Regions from separate parts of the Mus musculus genome. Here region 1 is linked to region 2. The links are chromatin contacts, called in public Hi-C maps. All regions are on one chromosome and are shown on one strand. The core of a region is the stretch at or near the end of the contact, and the rest is flanking DNA. Distances in the headings are between cores, read along the strand shown. Region 1 holds the start of Slain1 (SLAIN motif family, member 1). Region 2 overlaps Gm34907 (a long non-coding RNA gene).

Region 1 (2,700 bases), core at 114-2,613, 170 kb after region 2:
GCCAGCGGGGCTCTGTGTGGAAGGTAACTTCAGGGAAGTTAGCATACACTAACTTCCAGAAGCTCTCTCCAGCCGAGTTAAATTCAGGACACCCACCTTTGCACATACACCCAAGTTTAGAGCTGTAGCTTGCCAAGTGAGAAGACACAAGTGTTTCTGAGCAGCAAGGCACAGGATCAAATTTTAAAAGATTAGAGGCAACATCCTAGCGCTGCCACAGAGATGTGCGGTATGTTTTCATTGACGTCATGTGTACAGTGCCTGAGCGAGGCCCTTCACAAGCTAGTACACCGTCTGAGGATGAAAATCAGCGGTGTGGATTGTTCTCGCACTATAACGGCAGGCTTTCCTTTGTGTTAAACCCACAAAATGCTAAGTCAACATTAACTGAACAAAACGATCGGTTCATCTGCGTAAAAGCATTTTTGTTGAAAAAATAAAAAGCATGGTTTCCAAGAATCCCCCCCCCCAAAAAAAAAAAAAAAACCAAACAAGCAAACCAACAAACAACAAAAAAGCAGGGAATGTTATACCTTTCCTCTTTTCGCTCAGGCACGTGTGACTTTAATAGTGTAAATGATTTAACAGATGGTGCACAATTTTGCTTGTATTTGCAATCACTGATGCCTGTTGTTCACTTGCTCAAAAAGCCAGCGTTTAGAACACAGTGGAGCATGCAGGAGATGCTCAAAGATCTTTTGTCTAATATAAAAGAGCATGAAAACCCAACTCTCCTTTCATGGTGAAAGACTGGTGGGGATAGTTCATATATGGCTATTTTAGATAGACTGAAGTGAACGCCTGACTCTTCAGCAGCTGGCCATCCTCCCTCATAGAGACTGGGATTTCTCACTTTCCCTCCTTATTCTCTCCTATCCCACCATTTTGTTTCTGTGCTACTTAATACTACCCTTAGCCGCATCTTTTCAAACAGACCCAAAGCATCTGTTGTTGCTTTTTTGGGGGGGGGGTGAGCATCATGTTCCCCAGACCTTTTTTCACGAGGTTTCATTAGCAGGTGGCAATACCCTGAAGTCTAAAAGTGCTCTTGTAAGAGGGCTAGCCATTGGCCCTGGGTACGTTTTTCCCCTGCCACAGACACCTGCTACTTCTTTAGATCCCGCCCCTGGCTGTAGTCCTAGAAGTGGGGTTCTCTCGCCCAAAGCGGAAGAAGTGCGAGCGGCGGGAAGTTCAGGCCAGGTCCAATCAGGCACCTGAGGTTAGGTGGTGTGGGTGCAGACGGATGCCCAGGGAGGGTCCCCGCCGCAGGTCCCGCCCCCACGACACATCCATCACCAGAAGCTCCGCCCCTCGCGCCCCGCCCCGTCCCGGGGCCTCGGCTAAAACCCGGAGCCGCTAGAGCAGAGCACGGTGCAGAGCTGCGCGGCTGCTTCTTCCTCGGCCGGAGGCTGGGCCCTGGTGCTGATGCTGGTAGGCTGCGCGAGCTGGGCCCGCGTAGCCTCCTCGCCGCGGCGCTCGGGGCTCCCGCGATGATGGCGGAGCAGGTGAAATGCGCCTCGCCGGTGGCGGCCTCCGGCGCCGGCCCGGGGCCGGTGGTGAACGCCGAGCTGGAGGTGAAGAAGCTGCAGGAGCTGGTGCGCAAGCTGGAGAAGCAGAACGAGCAGCTGCGCAGCCGGGCGGCCAGTGCGGCCGCCGCCCCGCACCTGCTGCTGCTGCAGCCGCCGCCGCCCTCCGCCCCGCCGCCAGCCGGGGCCTGCAGCCCGCTCGCCACGCACAGGGCCCCGGCCAGCACGACCTCCCCGGGCCCGGGGGCGCTGGGCCCCGCGTTCCCGGGCACCTACTGCTTGCCCAGCCCCGCGCCCTCCCTGCTCTGCAGCCTGCAGCCGGCTGACGCGCCCTTCGTCTACTCCAAGCCGGCGGCGGGCTTCTTCGGCGGAGGTGGCAGCCCGGAACCGGGGACCGCAGGGACCCCGCCGGGGGAAGCCGCCACGCCGCCGTTGCCGCCTCCAACGCTGCTGGACGAGGTGGAGCCGCTGGACCTGGAGAGCTTGGCCGCCTGGAGCGAGGAGGACGACTACACCTGGTATAGCCGAGCTCCGCCGCCCCCTCCCCCCGGAGTTGGGAGGCCCAGCACGCGGGGGCGGGGCGTGGGAGGCAGGGGACCCAGAGGCCTAGCAGGTGCCAAGCCCTGAGCAGAAGCTTTGCATGGAGGCAGAAACCTGTTTTAGCATTGTGCCTATTGGTCCGACTGGGGACTGCCATCTGCCCCGTGCTTTGCTCTTTGCTGATTACGGGGTCCCAAGCGCCTCGTTAGCCTTAAATGCACAACTCATGTCATCTTGTCGCTCAGCCCTGCTCTCTTCTCTCTCTCTCTCTCTCTGTGTGTGTGTGTGTGTGTGTGTGTGTGTGTGTGTGTGTGGTGAAGGTGCTTGTCTTCTGCTCTCCTCCACTGCTTACCGTTCTTTCCTTACAAACGAACGCTGCACAGGATTGGTGTGCAGCCCCCCTTTGGTCACATCGGAAGCCGCCTAGTGATGAGCCTCTTCTCAGACATCTGCTATTGCAGTTGAGTTGTGTAGTTATATATGCCATCTCTCTGTATTTTCATAGATAACCTTTCAGATACCGATTTGATTATTAAAGGTGTGCCATCCTGGTACGTCAGAGGCAAAGGTTTTTTTAAGGACTGGAGGGGGCAGATGGAGGCGCTACGTTCTTTTAAAAAAATTGAACTTAAGA
Region 2 (2,700 bases), core at 42-2,541:
TTAATCCCAGCACTTGGGAGGCAGAGGCAGGTGGATTTCTGAGTTCGAGGCCAGCCTGGACTACAGAGTGAATTCCAGGACAGCCAGGGCTACACAGAGAAACCCTGTCTCGAAAAACCAAAAAAAAAAAAAAAAAAAAAAAATCTGGCTCCCAACCCATTGTACTTAATTTCTGCACGAGAAGCTTCATGTCTGGTTTTGGTTATGAGAAGCTTGAAGAGATAATGTAGAGTGAGGCACAGAGGTGTTAGACTACATAAGATAAGAAAGCAGAAAGAATCACAAAGGAACTCACACAATATGTACTCACTGATAAGTGGATATTAGCCCAAAACCTAGGATACCCAAGATATAAGATACAATTTCCTAAACACATGAAACTCAAGAAAAATGAAGACTGAAGTGTGGACACTATGCCCCTCCTTAGAAGTGGGAACAAAACACCCATGGAAGGAGGGAGTTACAGAGACAAAGTTTGGAGCTGAGATGAAAGGATGGACCATGTAGAGACTGCCATATCCAGGGATCCACCTCATAATCAGCATCCAAACGCTGACACCATTGCATACACTAGCAAGATTTTATTGAAAGGACCCAGATGTAGCTGTCTCTTGTGAGACTATGCCGGGGCCTAGCAAACACAGAAGTAGATGCTCACAGTCAACTACTGGATGGATCACAGGGCTCCCAATGGAGGAGCTAGAGAAAGTAGCCAAGGAGCTAAAGGGATCTGCAACCCTATAGATGGAACAACATTATGAACTAACCAGTACCCCGGAGCTCTTGACTCTAGCTGCATATGTATCAAAAGATGGCCTAGTCGGCCATCACTGGAAAGAGTTTCTCATTGGACATGCAAACTTTATATGCCCCAGTACAGGGGAATGCCAGGGCCAAAAAGGGGGAGTGGGTGGGTAGGGGAGTGGGGGTGGGTGGGTATGGGGGACTTTTGGTATAGCATTGGAAATGTAAATGAGCTAAATACCTAATAAAAAATGGAAAAAAAAAGAAAGCAGAAAGAAGGCCTGTCTAAAGAAGGAAGGGGAGCAAGGAGCAGGGAGGAGGCCAGCAGGGAGAGGACAGGGAGGAGGATGAGTGTGTGTGCGTGAAGGTACCACACTACCACAGTGAGACCCATGATGTCGTGTGCTGACCTAACATTTTAATCACAAACTAAACAAGAAGATTAAAAAAAAAAAAAAAAAAAAGAGGAAACCCAGCTCAAGTTGAAATTGAAAGTGAAGGTGTGTGTGTATGTCTGTGTCTGTGTGTGCAAACCACACCCACTTCTGTCTGCATTTAGCACCACCCATCTCTCTCTAGGCCTGCAGTGCAGGAGATGCAGACAGTTTCGTTAAGTTGTACCTTACAACCAAGCCTCAAAGCCCATCTCTGTTTGGGAAATGTTTTCCTTGGGATGCCATGCTATCTGTTCACCTCTCCACACCCTTGCTATTAGAGCCTGGAGCTGGGCTGAGGGCTAGGTCCACCTGTTCTGCACACTGGGCATTGAGCGTGTATTTGAACACTCGGGAGTGGTGTACCAGGCACCTCCTGGAGACATTAGTGCCCATATCTCCAGCAGCAGGGGCTAGTATTCACGGTCCCTGACTGTGCTGCGATGGTTCATGTTAGGAGCTGCTTTCGAATAGCTTTGCTCAATAAATCCTATTGTTTGATTCTGGGAATTGGTTATGACTGCAACATTGATAAATAGACTTCTTAAGTCTTTTGAGTGTTTATGTGAAATTCCCAGCATTTAAAAAATAATTTCTGTATCTTCTTTAACAACTCAAGGTCAGTTTCTTTTCTAGGCATCTAGAAAATCCTGTTTAAAAAGTAGGTTAAGCGGAACAGACTCACAGAAAAAATATGGGGAACTAGAGTTTGCTGTGTTTTGTTAGAAACTAAAGGGAAGTGAAAACCAAGCTGTTGTTTTTGTCCACGAGGACATTCTCATACAAGTCTGTACTGCTTGCTGAGCATCTTCCCCTGCTCCTGCCCTTTTCTTCTCTCTCCTCCCCACATTAGCCACTTTGTTCCCCTGTACAGTTTCACTTCAATTTTCATGTCATATGTATACACATATATATGTGTGTGTATCCTCACTTACTAATGTATATATACTATATATGTTAGTATATTAGCATGTACTATTATACTATATACTAATATGGTATGTTAATATATACCTATACTAATATTACTGTATACTACTATATATGTGTATATATACTCACTAATTTATATATATATATATATACATATATCTATACTAACATATATAGTGTATATGTATATACACTATATATGTTAGTATACTAGCATAGACTATTATACTGTATACTATATACTAATATGGTATATTAGTATATACTATATACTAATTTACTAAATACTACTATATAGTATACATACACACACACACAAACACACACACACACATACATACATCAAGACCACAAATAAAAGAAAACTTAATATTTATCATTCCAAGACTGGCTTAATTTACTTTATATTAGTAGTTTCAGTTGTACATGCTTTCCTGCAAATAACATAGCTTTTATCTTCTTTATGGCTAGGGAAATCCCATGGTATAACTCTACCTTGTTTTCCTTTTCTATTCTGTTGTTGAACTCCTAGATTGATTCTATAACTTAGCAGCTGAGACTAAGACTGCGATGAGCATTGGTGTGTAAA

Evidence for each region. Hi-C and Micro-C count contacts between places; a contact is called where the count stands out from the background.
Region 1: a contact with region 2 is called in a Hi-C map of Th1 cells, with 2.9 times the contacts expected there. The contact joins the promoter of Slain1 here to the enhancer-like site in region 2. A contact is called at or near these places in 1 of 39 promoter capture datasets (pre-B cells), 9 of 484 Hi-C or Micro-C datasets (CD4 T cells, CD8 T cells, Sertoli cells and 6 more), 3 of 115 datasets of contacts at active chromatin or transcription factors (CD8 T cells, effector CD8 T cells and memory CD8 T cells) and 1 of 9 other capture datasets (liver).

The regions. Positions count from the first base shown.
Region 1 is chr14:103,648,865-103,651,564 of GRCm38.p6, forward strand. It overlaps Slain1 (SLAIN motif family, member 1), which reads left to right and starts at 1,364. Exons shown (of 7, transcript NM_198014.3): 1 at 1,364-2,044. The coding sequence starts at 1,491.
Region 2 is chr14:103,476,215-103,478,914 of GRCm38.p6, forward strand. The region is part of intron 2 of Gm34907 (a long non-coding RNA gene); the gene reads left to right. Among named protein-coding and RNA genes, the nearest start is that of Gm34907, 14 kb to the left of the region's middle. Within about 2 kb of position 1,292, at least 94 of the 459 cell types and tissues checked have an H3K27ac peak or open chromatin away from gene starts, as enhancers often do. A contact at or near this core is called in CD8 T cells, Th1 cells, effector CD8 T cells and 5 more, where this site is marked.